3 separate regions of the Mus musculus genome follow, and all the other regions are linked to region 1. Evidence: chromatin contacts called from public HiChIP or PLAC-seq and promoter capture Hi-C data. All regions are on one chromosome and are shown on one strand. Each heading gives the region's core, a stretch centred on a gene start, on an enhancer-like site or on the middle of the called end of the contact. The rest is flanking DNA. Distances are from core to core; before and after follow the strand shown.

What was found. Promoter capture Hi-C pulls out the DNA fragments that hold promoters and counts their contacts. HiChIP or PLAC-seq counts read pairs in DNA pulled down with a chosen protein or histone mark.
Region 2: a promoter capture Hi-C map of hippocampal neurons shows a contact between it and region 1, with 1.7 times the contacts expected there. The contact joins the enhancer-like site here to the promoter of Smoc2 in region 1. A contact is called at or near these places in 5 of 39 promoter capture datasets (the HPC-7 cell line, cranial neural crest, embryonic stem cells and 2 more) and 2 of 9 other capture datasets (adipose tissue and embryonic stem cells).
Region 3: a contact with region 1 is called in a CTCF HiChIP or PLAC-seq map of the NIH/3T3 cell line, with 5 read pairs. The contact joins the enhancer-like site here to the promoter of Smoc2 in region 1. A contact is called at or near these places in 3 of 39 promoter capture datasets (hippocampal neurons, liver and stem cell-derived epiblast-like cells), 1 of 15 datasets of contacts at CTCF or cohesin (the NIH/3T3 cell line) and 1 of 9 other capture datasets (embryonic stem cells).

The regions. Positions count from the first base shown.
Region 1 is chr17:14,277,356-14,281,622 of GRCm38.p6, reverse strand. It overlaps Smoc2 (SPARC related modular calcium binding 2), which reads right to left and starts at 2,117. Exons shown (of 13, transcript NM_022315.2): 1 at 1,824-2,117. The coding sequence starts at 1,907. It overlaps Gm52280 (a long non-coding RNA gene), which reads left to right and starts at 1,112. Exons shown (of 3, transcript XR_003952216.1): 1 at 1,112-1,511; 2 at 2,935-3,080; 3 at 3,503-3,775. Gm34567 (a long non-coding RNA gene) reads right to left here. Exons shown (of 4, transcript XR_385414.4): 4 at 3,861-4,267.
Region 2 is chr17:14,657,931-14,662,182 of GRCm38.p6, reverse strand. No RefSeq gene overlaps it. Among named protein-coding and RNA genes, the nearest start is that of Thbs2, 34 kb to the left of the region's middle. Within about 2 kb of position 2,287, at least 30 of the 459 cell types and tissues checked have an H3K27ac peak or open chromatin away from gene starts, as enhancers often do. A contact at or near this core is called in hippocampal neurons, where this site is marked.
Region 3 is chr17:14,734,333-14,738,439 of GRCm38.p6, reverse strand. No RefSeq gene overlaps it. Among named protein-coding and RNA genes, the nearest start is that of Thbs2, 42 kb to the right of the region's middle. Within about 2 kb of position 2,754, at least 42 of the 459 cell types and tissues checked have an H3K27ac peak or open chromatin away from gene starts, as enhancers often do. A contact at or near this core is called in the NIH/3T3 cell line and hippocampal neurons, where this site is marked.

The sequences.
Region 1 (4,267 bases), core at 868-3,367:
CCTGGATGCAAAAGCAGCAGCATTTTATGTGTTAATGTGATTTTAAGACAAAGTGTTCTTGGGGAGTGCGGTAAATGGGGCACTTCCTGTATGGTGTAAGACCAACTCCCAGCTCCCGTAAAGAGACCCCACAAGCAGCTGGCACCCATGGAGCCCAGGAAACCTTGCAACAGTGTAAAGAGACAAAGGGGGAAAGCAATAAGTTTCCAGAAGGGGTAGGGCAAGAAAAGAAAATCTGTCCTGTTTACCAATCTTAGACAGAGAGGGGGGGGGCGGTGGGGAGAGAGCGCACAGAGGGTGAGACATGTCTACTTGATACTTTTAGAAAATAGTATAGTGATTACACAAGTCTGCTGCTTAGAGCTCAGATACATGGTGCTAAGACCTTTTGAGAACTGGCCAGTTTCCCAGTGGACTTTTTAAATTTGCTCGAAGTGTGTGCACGAGCTCTGTACATACATGAACATCTGTGCACACATTCATATATGAATGCATGCATGTCGTCCCTTCAGGCTCTTCGGGGTAGGGCAAGACTGGGAGTGAAAACTCCCTGCAGTTTCCAGCTATGGTTCTAATCTATCAGTCGCTCACGAGACACAAGGCAGGGCCCTAGGACTGCCCCAGAAGAATTTTAGGTATGAACAATGAACTCACTCAATCTTCCCCCTTTCAAGCTGCTGAGAAACAGGGAGAGGGGAAGAAAAAGCAACAGGCTGGCCAGCTTGCTTCACTTTTGCAAAAAGCTTCGACTCGTGGGCTAGCCCTGGTTTTCCATAGGCTAAGCACCCTCCCCAGGGCACCTACCACTCCAACACTCCTCTCCACGGGAGCCTGCTCACCACCTTGGTGTTTTCTTAAGCACTTGTTCAAAAACACGTTTAAGTGGAATGCTTTCGTTTCTGCAGATTGCATTAATTATGGGTTCCCTAGCGCGCGGGCCGCAGAAGGGCTGCCCGCCGGGCTCTGCAGACACCAGCCCGCAGGAGTGGCCGCGGTTGTGTTGGCCCGAGGTGGACGCGCTCAGCCCCCATCCACAGCGCGGCTTTTGGCACCTCACCTCGCGCCTTGGCGTAGCCAGTACTGCAACTAAGAGAGACAAACTTAGAGCGGTCAACCACAGTGCCACGCGCGCTCGGGAGCGCGCCCTGGCGCGCACTGCATCCTGCTCCTGAGGAGAGGACCCACGAGACCAGGGGCGCTCCTCTATGCCTCCTGTGCTGGAGATTGTTCCTCCTCTATGAGTTGTTTTTTTTGTTTTTTGGCTTTTGGATTTTGGATTTTTTTTTTTAAAGAAACGCGCTCTTTAATTCAATGTCATATCTGCTTCTTCCTCTCAATTAAGGGTTCTCTGAGATGCTCCGCCACAAGTGGAACACATGGGATGTGGCCCCTTTCTCCCCCATAAGGGGGGTTGGGGTACAAGGGGTCCTCGTGGCGCTGGAGCCGAAGATTGCCCGCTTCCTAATCCTAGGCTGGGTCGGTGGCGTTGGCAAGGTGGGCACCCAGTCCCGGTGAGTTCGCCCTGAAAGAGCTGAGGTGCATAAGTGGCCCAGATCCTTGTTCCTGTGCCATCTCATCTCGCCCAAAGTGGGGGACTCCAGGCACTCCTGCATGTCAACTCCCTTCTATCCTGGACTAGTAGGACCAGCAGCCCTTCACATACTGAGTAGCTATCGACCCTGGACACGCACGCTGTGGGACTCTCCCGAACCCACCTGTTGGGGATTGCTGGGCCACCTGCTCCCGGAGCCTTGTCCCAGAAGGAAGAGTGGGTTCTCAGTGAGGGACAACAGAGAAAGACAGGGGCGCGTCCCGGGACTTACCGTGAGCGCTGAGAACTTCTGCGCGGGCACCGGCGGCAGCAAGGCAGCGAGCAGCGGCAGCCAGCACAGCTGTGGCGGCAGCATGGTGACGCTGGAGGGGACCAAGCGAGGCAGACGCCCCACGCGCTGCGCCCTGGCACTCGGCGAAGATCCGGTGTGCGAACGTGCGGGCGAGCGGGCTAGAACTGCTCCGCGGTCCTATGGCCGCTGGTGGAGACCGCACGGCCCCTCCGTGCGCTCTGGCCGGCGCTCCCCGAACTGCCGCTGCTGCTGTCAAACAGCCCTAGTTTCCCCGGATCCTCCTGTCCCGCCCTCTTCGCCCTCCCGCCCGCAAATCTCCTCCCTCCGCCCCACCTCCCTTAGCCACCGCGCCCGCGCAGGGGCCGCCCGGCGCGCAGGGCTGTGAAGGAGACAGCGAAGGCTACCAGGACTAGGCAAGCGTGTGTTGATGCTGTTTGCACGCCTCCTTCAAGCCAATGCCAGGGCACACCTTACAGGCATGCACACTCACACTGGCTCCAAGAGATGCACTGAGCCCCACCCTCCTGGCCTAGGGCGCCTTCTGTCTTCACCTTGGAGGGTCCCCACTGTGCCTTGGCTCGCCTGTGGCTTTACATTCACCAGAATGTAGCACTCTGAGATGCTAAGTGGTCATTGGCTCCTCGGTAGGGCCTCTGAGAACACCAGGAGTCCTGCATCTTTCCGCAGGTTAACGAGGAGGGCGGGAGGGGTCTGAAAACAGATCTGTGAGGCAGATGACTTCCTTGAGTTGGGCAAACTTAGAGAAAGGTGAGCGCACACATTGATGTGGCCGCTTCAAACAGTTTAGGCAAGCATTTCAGGTGTTCGGCAGCAAGCGCATTTGAGTAGGCTTTTGACTGTGATAGAAACCAAGGGGATTTTGCGCACCAGGTCCTGCAAAAGGAGCATTGCTGAAATAGTTTAGCCCTGGCTGGTAGCTTCACAGGAAAAGGCCCTAATTCTACCTCACGCAGAAAGCCAGCTGGGAAGACTTTCGAGAACAAAGAATCAATTGACTTGTCAGGGCCTCTCTGTAGGGAGCAAAACAGCAAGCTCACCTCTAACTTCTCTCTCCTCTGCTGCTCTGGAGATTCCTGTGAGATCGTAGACCAATCAGAAAGCAGCTACCCTGCCCTAGCCCAACACGGGGACCTCTGGAGAAGAACAGCGCTGGAGCTCCAAAAGGATAGCCTTGAAGAATGAAGTCAACCGAGCAAACAGTCCCAACTTCATCAGGTGGGCTGTGCCTATTTTCAGGAGGTCATTAGGAGTGGGCTTGTGGACAGCTGACATTCCCTCACTGGAGGAGAGAACGAATGGGAAGTATCACTGGACTTCACCTCAGATGGCGGGTGTTCGTGCAGTTCTTCCTAATAGTTGTCCTTCAGGGCCTCTGGAGGTACTCGAGATCATGAGCTGGGGCAAATTCCCCGAGAGGGGCTCCATCTATGTGGGTGTGGAAGCCATCATCCAAGCTGTGTGAAGACTGGACTATGGATGCTCTGACGTTAATCACATTCCTGCAGTGAACCCCTCACCTATGCATGTTAGTAAGCACAAGCTCACTAGCTCCCCGTGCTGAACTCCCCATGGAATCCTAGTTTGTTTTGCCACTGGGGCCTTTTGAGGAGAGATAGATCTTGCTTATGTCTCCTCAGGAAAGGAACTCTCACATCACACAGGGAAAGAGAACCTTCTAGAGATGGCTGCTGAAAGAAACCTTCAAAACTCGAAATCTGTCAAGCCTTCAACACCCTTCCTACACTGAGGACATGGAGGAACATCGTAGCAAAACTCTTCAGGGTCAGACTCAGCCCAGGGACAGGCATGACTGAGTAAGCAAATAACATATACATTGAACCAAAAAAAATGATACAAATGTTGTGTACTTCTATCGTAGTAATGGTGGTGTGATGATGGTGGTGTGATGATGATGATGGTGATGATGGTGGTGGTGGTGGTGGTGGTGATGATGATGATGAAAATCAGCACATTCAAGAAGTATTTGGTACAAAACATTTTCCTTTTACCTTTTATTTCAAGGGTACAAATTATTAGCTGAAATGTCTTCTTGGGACTGAAAGTCTGAAAATAGCTTTTTGTCTACTCTCTTCCATGGGAGTGTCCAGCAAGTAACAGGCTTCATTTGCTCCCATTTTACAGATGAGAAACAAAACAAATAACTGTATGTCTTAGCCAGCCACAAAATCGGGGGCCGAGTCCAGATGTCCGAACTTGGAACTCTGGCAAGTCTATCACATCCCCTGGAGACGTGGAAAGCAGAAAACAACCCCTTGGCACTCACTGCCTTGAGTCCTCCAATCTCAACACATCTTTCATTTGTCCTCTGAGATTCCAGGGAGATCAGTGTAACAACACGCTTTTCCAAGACACTGACAGATGAGAAGGGTCGGAGCCTTCAG
Region 2 (4,252 bases), core at 1,038-3,537, 380 kb before region 1:
TGGAGGGAACATCGTTTAGAAAAATACTTCCATAAGACTGGTGTATATTCAAGCCTGTAGGGCATTTTCTTAATTAGTGATTGATAGGGGAGGGTCTAGCCAATTGTTGGTGGGCCACCACTGGGCTGATATTCTTGAATTCTATAAGAAAGCAGGCTGAGCAAGCTAGGGGGAATAAGCCAGTAAGCAGCACTACCATAGCCTCTGCATCTATGATTGAATTAGGGAAAGGCTGGAAGAAGCTGAAAGGGAGAGGGACCCCATAGGAAGACCAGCATTCTCAGCTAACCTGGACCTCAGGGAGCTCCCAGACACTGAGCTTCCAACCAGGCAGCACACATGAGCTGGTCCGAGGCCCCCAACACATATATAACAGAGGACTGCCTGGTCTGGCCTCAGTGGGAGAAGATGAACCCTAACCTTGAGAGACTTGAATCCCCAGGGAAAGGGAAGGTCTGGCTGAGGTGGGAACCACCCTCTCAGAGGCAGCAGGGAGGAGGAGTGGGATGAGAAACTGTGGGGGGCCAGGGTACAGGGAGGCAATGGCTGGAATGTAAATAAATAAAATAATAAAAAGGAGATCAAACCTTCTCGGCCTGCACTTCCAGGGGTATTTGATTTTATAAGTTCAAGTGCGTTTCCCTGTGAGATAACGGTGTGGATGGGGAAATCGAGTGAGGTGTGGAGGTGAGGGCTGCAGCAGAGCTGGGGGGAAGCCAGGGTCATCAGAGTCACCACAGAGCATGCCCCTGTAGGGTCACATTCTGGTGACTGGACAGGCATGACCTCATGTTTGTCCCATATCCATGACTAGCGCTATTATAACAGTAAACCAGATTCCCATCATTAAAGGCAGCTTTTTGACTGGGACCGGCCTTAGCTTGGAGCAGAGGACCCATGTAGCTGTGGGTCACTTTGTTTGGCGTGGAAGTGACCCGGGACCTGAAGCATGATAAGGGAACCGAGGTGCATGCAACTTCCTGGGCCACCAATGGGAGCAGGTAAATTTCTAGATCTACTTGGGGATCAGGAAGGGGGCTGTTTTCTGAAGGAAGGAGCCTGGGACAGGCCTCTCTTTATCATCTGGACTTCCCACCCTGACCTTTAAATATTTCCTCTAGGAAAGTCAAAGTAAACAAACAAAAAGAGACTGAAGTCAGAATCTAGGTACAGACAAGCCTGGCTTAGATTCCATCCCCTGTAGGACAATTGAAGAGAGAAATAAGGGTGGGACAGAGAGAAAGGGAATCTACTTGATATGAAGATGTGCACCTAACATACAAGTTCAAGGTCCTGCCTGGAAGGTTTGGAGGGTCCATGTTTAAACAGAAAGGAAAGAATCCTGCACAGCTAAACAGTCTTGAAGGTGTGGTCCAGCTCATTTTTTTCTTAATTAGGTATGTATTTCAGTTACATTTCCAATGCTATCCCAAAAGTCCCCCACACGCTCCCCCACCCACTCCCCCACCCTTCCACTCTCACTTCTTGGCCCCGGCGTTCCCCTGTACTGAGGCATATAAAGTTTGCACGACCAATGGGCCTCTCTTTCCACTGATGGCCGACTAGGCCATCTTCTGACATACATGCAGCTAGAGACACGAGTTCCGGGGGTGGGGGGGTACTGGTTAGTTCATATTGTTGTTCCACCTATAGGGTTGCAGATCCCTTTAGCTCCTTGGGTACTTTCTCTAGCTCCTCCATTGGGGGCCCTGTGATCCATCCAATAGCTGACTGTGAGCATCCACTTCTGTGTTTGCTAGACCCCGGCATAGTCTCACAAGAGACAGCTATATCAAGGTCCTTTCAGCCAAATCTTGTTAGTGTATGCAATGGTGTCAGTGTTTGGAAGCTGATTATGGGATGGATCCCCGGATATGGCAATCTCTAGATGGTCCATCCTTTCTTTCATCTCAGCTCCAAACTTTGTCTCTTTAACTCCTTCCATGGGTGTTTTGTTCCCAATTCTAAGAAAGGGCAAAGTGTCCACACTTTGGTCTTGGTTCTTCTTGAGTTTCATGTGTTTGTGGTCCAGCTCGTTACTGTTGTCTAAGTGTTTTGCAAGACAGCCTGACAAATTGTCAGAACAGTGAGAAATCTTTGCTGGGAGCAAAGCCCTCTTTGTAGCTGACTCCAGCCCTCTCAGACTTCCCTTCTCCCAGTAAGAGATTCCTGAGGAAAGTGTAATTTCTTGGGCCTGTTATTTCAATAGTCTGACAGCCACAGGGAGGGGCGCACGTGTCTCTTTAGAATATTTTCATTCCCATCAGAGCTACCACAGAATGAGTCAGAAATGTGAGAGGCGTTTCCTGCATCAGTTGCTCGGCAGCATCTCAGTTTGGAGCTGGGGCCTGGATGTAGCACAGGAGGCTCAGCCCCTCTACCCTCTCCTCTCAGTGCAGATTGTAATGCACTGGGAGACAGCTCAGACTTGATGCTCTGTCGTGGACTGCACAGTTCAATCCTGGATCCAGGTTTACATCCTGGGTTTTTAGCTAAGTGCACTGGGCCAAAATGAACTTTAATGCTACAAGCTGATTCTGGTTTCCAAGTTGTCTTTCTACCATTTTCATCCAAAGGAGCAGGACCCTCACACTCCTGACACAGCAGAGCCTCAAGACTCATTTTGAGCCAGAAAACAATTTATGCTTTGGGATGCTGGGAAAGTACTGATTTTATTTTTTTATTTTATTTTTTTTGTAAAGGAACTTTCAGTTTCTATCAGAGACTGCATTATCTATAAGGGAACAATGACCTCCAGAAAGAGGGGTTGATGTCCTACAGCAAGGACTGGAATCAAAGATATGAAGGTCTCATTTAGTATAGATTAGTCTGCTCCTAAGGTATAAAATGTTCAAGGGCTTTTGCAAAGTTGAGTAAACATGGCATGCATACTATGCTAAACCGGAGGCCCTGTGATGGCCACTAGGTATCTAGCTGTTTACGGCTTCTGCAATCTGCTCTTTCCATCTCATCTCCCAGCTTAGCATCTCCTCCTTGATATGGTTGACTCAGTCGACTCCAACCGGAAGGTGGAGAGAGCTCTCCTTTCAGCAATGGAAAGCACCAAGGTCCCCTAACCTGATGGGAGACAGAGATGCTGTCCTACCTGGAGAAAGGCTGACTGGAGCACTCAGGAGGGATGTTCTAGTGGATGCCAAAGGCACATCCAATAACTGAGGTCAAGGCCAACAGGCCAGAAAGGAAGAGGTTAAGTGTAGAAATGAGGTTAAACGGGCACAGCACTTAAGAGTGTGGACTCTTGGGAAGCCATGTGCCAGGCAGGTGACGTGTGGAGAGGAAATAGATTGAGCCCTGAGGGGCCAGACAGCAGGCGGAGGGAAGAGAACACATAGACCCTGCACCTCAGCACGGTTAGGCTGGGAGAAGGCCCAGGCTTTCAGAGCAGCTGGCTCCAAGGAGAACCAGATGAAGGCAGAGGGCTGTGGAAGGATCTTAGCAGGTGCAGGTATAACGGAGACTTGTGTGGGTCTGTAGCTGGGCCTCAGGTCTTGATGATCTCTCAGAACTGTGTGAGGAGGTGTGTGCATACCTCAGGACAGGGAACTGAATCAGAGGCTAAGAGGCAGTTTCCTGTGCAGAAGTGTTAGGTCCTCAGAACAAATAAGACATTTGATGCTACAGGTCATAGTAGGATGGTGAATGGAGGTGAGGATGTGCCCATCCTGGCCTGTCTTCTCCTCCAATCTCTATTCACCTGTAATGTATTTTTGGTTACCAGTTCAATGATGGCAGGGAAAATGAAATCCAGACAGAATAACATCACATTTGAAATGCAATTCAGTTATACAAACTGTCGTGACACCTACTTTCTCTCCTTATTTTAGCAGCAAAGGAGTTGGCTCAGTTGGTGGCATCCCCCTTTCTGCAAATGAGGACTCTGCCTGGAGAGGGGAATGGCCAGAACTGAGATGAGCCAAGAGGACATGAAGCTAGGTACTAGAGAGGCAAGCCAACCCCCATTCGATTACTTTTCTCTAACAACAACAACAACAACAACAACAACAACAACAACAACAAAAATCCAACAATAACATCATAAACTTTCAGGCATGTAAAGAATTAATTTTGAAAAAGTAAGCTAGTATTGTGTAATAAGCAGCCACAATTCTGTCTTTATCCGCTATGGCCCTGGCTGTCATCGAGCTCCCAGAAATCCCCCTTTTGCTTGGCACACTGGAATAGTACTTTAGTGCTGAAGAGAGTTTGAGGGCATTGCTGACTTCCTGTGGGC
Region 3 (4,107 bases), core at 1,505-4,004, 460 kb before region 1:
CACCAGCATATAAGGAATGGGGGTATAAATAGTAATTAGCTAAGGGAGAGACTCTGCCAGCATCTCCTTGTATCAGCTAACAATCGTCCTGCCCAGGGATTCCCTTTCTACATCTTCCAGGCTTCCAGACAGAAGACAGGGAACTTGGCAGTGTGGAGTAAACTCTTCTAGGAGAAAGGATTGTGTGGATCTGTGAAGAGATCCTGGGTCACAATTCCAAGTGAGGGGTGACTCTGAGGTCTATACAGGGTGATGGTGGCTTCAAGGACAGGAAGGGACAGACCTCCATGGCTTCATGTCTGTGCTATGTGGTGTCTCCAGCTACTCTCACTTCAGGACAGTGACCAGTGACCCACAGGCTCCTCCTTCCCTTGAGTGCTTAGGACACAATGTACTTTATGGTAGTTTTGATCACAGAGAAATGTTGTAAGTTCCATTGCTTCTGAGGGTGGCTTTCTTTTTAGAACCTCATGCTATTCTAAAAAGTCATTCTTTTAGCTCTTGGGTGATTCAGAAATACTTTGGCATCCACTTGTCCACATCAGTTTGGTGAGGGTACACAAGAAGTAGAATCTGAGGCCATGGAAAACACCCAGAATGCAACAGGCCATTAGCAAAGATCCAGCCCAAGTGGCGGTTTTCCACAAGGACTAGATTTCAAAGTTAGACCAAGACTTTGAATTCTTCATTCCTGAACTATTGCTGGAAACAGAAACTAGAAAGGAACACCTGCCATGTGGGATGGGATGTCATGATGATTCCCGTCAGAGTGAACTCATGTCTGGAGTATTCCACTGGACCTTCGACTTAAAAAGGTACATTTGAGATGATCTTGGGAAATAGAGAAAATGCTAAATAACACTAAGATAAAAGTAAGTGTTTTGTCCCAAAGTATCAATTTCTCCCAAACAGACAGACAGCAGCTACCGGAATAAGGACAAACAGACAGCAGCTACTGGAGTAAGGATGGTCTTGAGGAAGCTGTTGCTTTTCTGTGAAGATCATCATCAGAGGCAGGGAGGAAGGGCCTCTTCCTCTTTGTTTGACTTCACTAGTAATCAGGGATGGACTGTTGTGCTGGTCAGGGCCTGCAGGAAGGCACTGGAGTGTGTATGTGTGTGTGTGTGTGTGTGTGTGTAAACAATTATGTATAAAATGCAAGTGTGAATGGCTGTAGTGCATTTGCTTCTGTGTGCGTATGTGTGTATGTGTGTGCACTGCTCCAAGCATGATGTGTGTGTGCATTGCTCTAAGCATGCCGGCAACTCTTCTAAGAATCTAGTCACCATGTCTACCTGACCTCAGGTTAGGGCAAATGAAGCTTTGAATGAAGCTAAAACATCAAAACCATCCCCTGTGTTAACCACCAGCTTTCCCTGCCTCTACTCACCTGAGGGAGATGAGTATCTTTCTTAATACTGACAGGATTTTCTACAACTCTCTAACTTTCTGTATTTGGTTTTAGGTCTTGTGTTTGTACCTTTGGGAAACCAAGCAGGGCTCCATAGTGACTTGTAGCCTTACTTAATACAGTGTTTTAAACCATCTCACAATGACATTGTAAACAGAGTTCTTTTGCTATTAGTCCCTGGGAGAAATATCTAACTCTGGGTATCTCAGAGGACTCCCAGGATGTCTCAAAGTAGTTAACATGCTTACCTTTCTAGTACTGAGTGGCTCAGAGAGTCCTTGTGAAAGTTGCAACCAACTAGACATACACCATGTGGTGAGCCAGAGGCCGTTCTGCACTTCTGTAAGTATCCAAGTTGTGTTTAATGAGCCTAAATTAACTTGGTCTTGCTGTGATGATCTCTGGCAGAAATGAGGACAGTTATAAAGAAAATACTATACTCCCTTTGGGAACTTCAGAGTTCTTGGTGATGCTATTTCCTGGTTCTATTGCTTCTCTATGGTGCCAGCATCTGTAGATTGAGGAGCGCCTAAAGCCCTGCATAATGGGGCTGGACAGCTGAGTGGCATCTGTCATGGCTACAGGCACTGAAGGAGCTTTCAAAGACAGGCTTCCTCAGCCAGAGCCCTTCAAACTGTAGCCGGGAAGATGGCTCTGGGATCACACCTTGGACCCTTGACTCATATCCTCTGTACTCACAGATGCCCATAGTTTTCTCCCAGGGACTAATATCTAACTGTCTGTTGTTTCTATCATTTGGCTGCTGAGGCCTGGATGGCAGCAAAGCCTCCGGTATCTAGAAGGAATCTTCCGAGTTCCTCCTGTAACCTCTGCTGCCCTGTACGCTGTCCCCGTTCTCCCATGCAGATTTGTAGTTACCGTAACAGGCAGCAGGCTAGATAGCGGAAGGAACAACACAAGGCTTTCTCTGTGGCCTGGTATGCCTTGTGAGTCTCACTTAGAGACAGAGACAAAGCAGCCATGCTGGTGACTGAGTGGCTCCTATACTGTCCTCTTGGTCAGTAGGTCAAGACTCAGAGGGAATTTCTGAGACTGGATTGGAAAAACAGGTCAGCAGGATGCCCCAGTCTCGGCTGGTTCTGTGAACCCTGACACTGTCAAATGTGAACTTAGAGGCATCTCACAATTGAATAATTGTGAATCATGATTTAGCCAATGAGCTGATCCTGGCCATGTGGCAGGCCATGGCAGCGTGGAGCAGACTGCCAGTGGTGGCAATCAGTTCTTTTTCTCCTGTGCTTTTGTACCCGGCCTGAGAAGCCCGGGAATCAGAGGCCATAACCTCCTTCTGGCCTTAGCACAAATCTGGAAGGAGATTATGAGTCAAATCATGAATCACCCTTCGCTCATACAAACTCTTAAGTTTTATTTGGTGTCATTCCTCCTTTAACAGTTATAACCCAGCTGTTTTTTATAGGCGACTGTATGAATATATCTCATATGGGGCTTTATCTCACTCTACAGAGATCAGGTAGTGAGCTCCACTTTATCCCAGTTCAGCACATGCTGGGACTGCAGTGTTTCACTAGTGTTTCCTGATCTCACGGTGAGATAAACATACCCAGAGCCCAACTTCTTAGTTAACACGCCGTAATGCAGCTGTCATGACCCAGTTGCTAATTCTGCTTTTCTACTGATCTTTTTAAAAGCAGAGTATGAGCCTTATTCACCTCTTCGTAACATGACCACTTGGCTACCCACCCAACATGGACTAGGTTCTGATACGTGTTTCATTCTAGAGTTTAAACCATCATCTATTATTCAATCCCTCCTTTGGGAACTTTGCTACATGGAAAAAAGAAACCCACACAACCTACACTACCATGGGGAGAGAAATCCTGCCATGCCTGTTTCTCCAAGTGTCAGAACTCTTTATTCTTTAATAGTTTACACTATAGGGATATACTTCTTACACACACACACACACAAACACATGACACACACACAGTCACAGATACATAGATAAGTGCCTATACACACATACATACACAGAAACACATTTAAAAACACACACCCCACACTTACACAATCACAGATATATAGATAGGCACACACATACACTTTTAGCACATGCACACATATAAACACTTTTGAGCACACACACATACACGTGCACTGCACATTTACACACACAGACACAGATACATAGATAGTTGCATATACACACTTTGAGCACACACACACATACTCCACACTTATACAGTAACAGATACAGATAGGTGCATACATACACTGTTAGCACACACACATAAAGAAACTCATTTGAACATTACACACACACACACACACACATACACACACATGCACGCACATACATGGACATACATGAATAGGCCAGTCACAAAGCAATGTTCCCTCTGGAGGATTTGGACTTAGGTCAGGGACCAGGCTGTGACTTTAAGGCAGCTGGTGCTCAGTGTCTGTCTTCTCCTTCTCAGACTTATTGTTTGCCTTACGAGTTACACTACTGAGAACCTATGTCACGTCGCTTAGTTTTAGGAAGCTGCTAGGCAATAGTTCCCTAGGATAAAAAGCCACAAAAATCTTTTTCAGTTCTACTTTTAATATTTCTTTGTGTGTGGTAAGGATCTGAAGAGCATGTGTGTGTTTATAAAACCCAGTGAATATCTCCGCTGGGCTCTCAGTGGGATTTCTTTGATGAGGCTCCATTCACT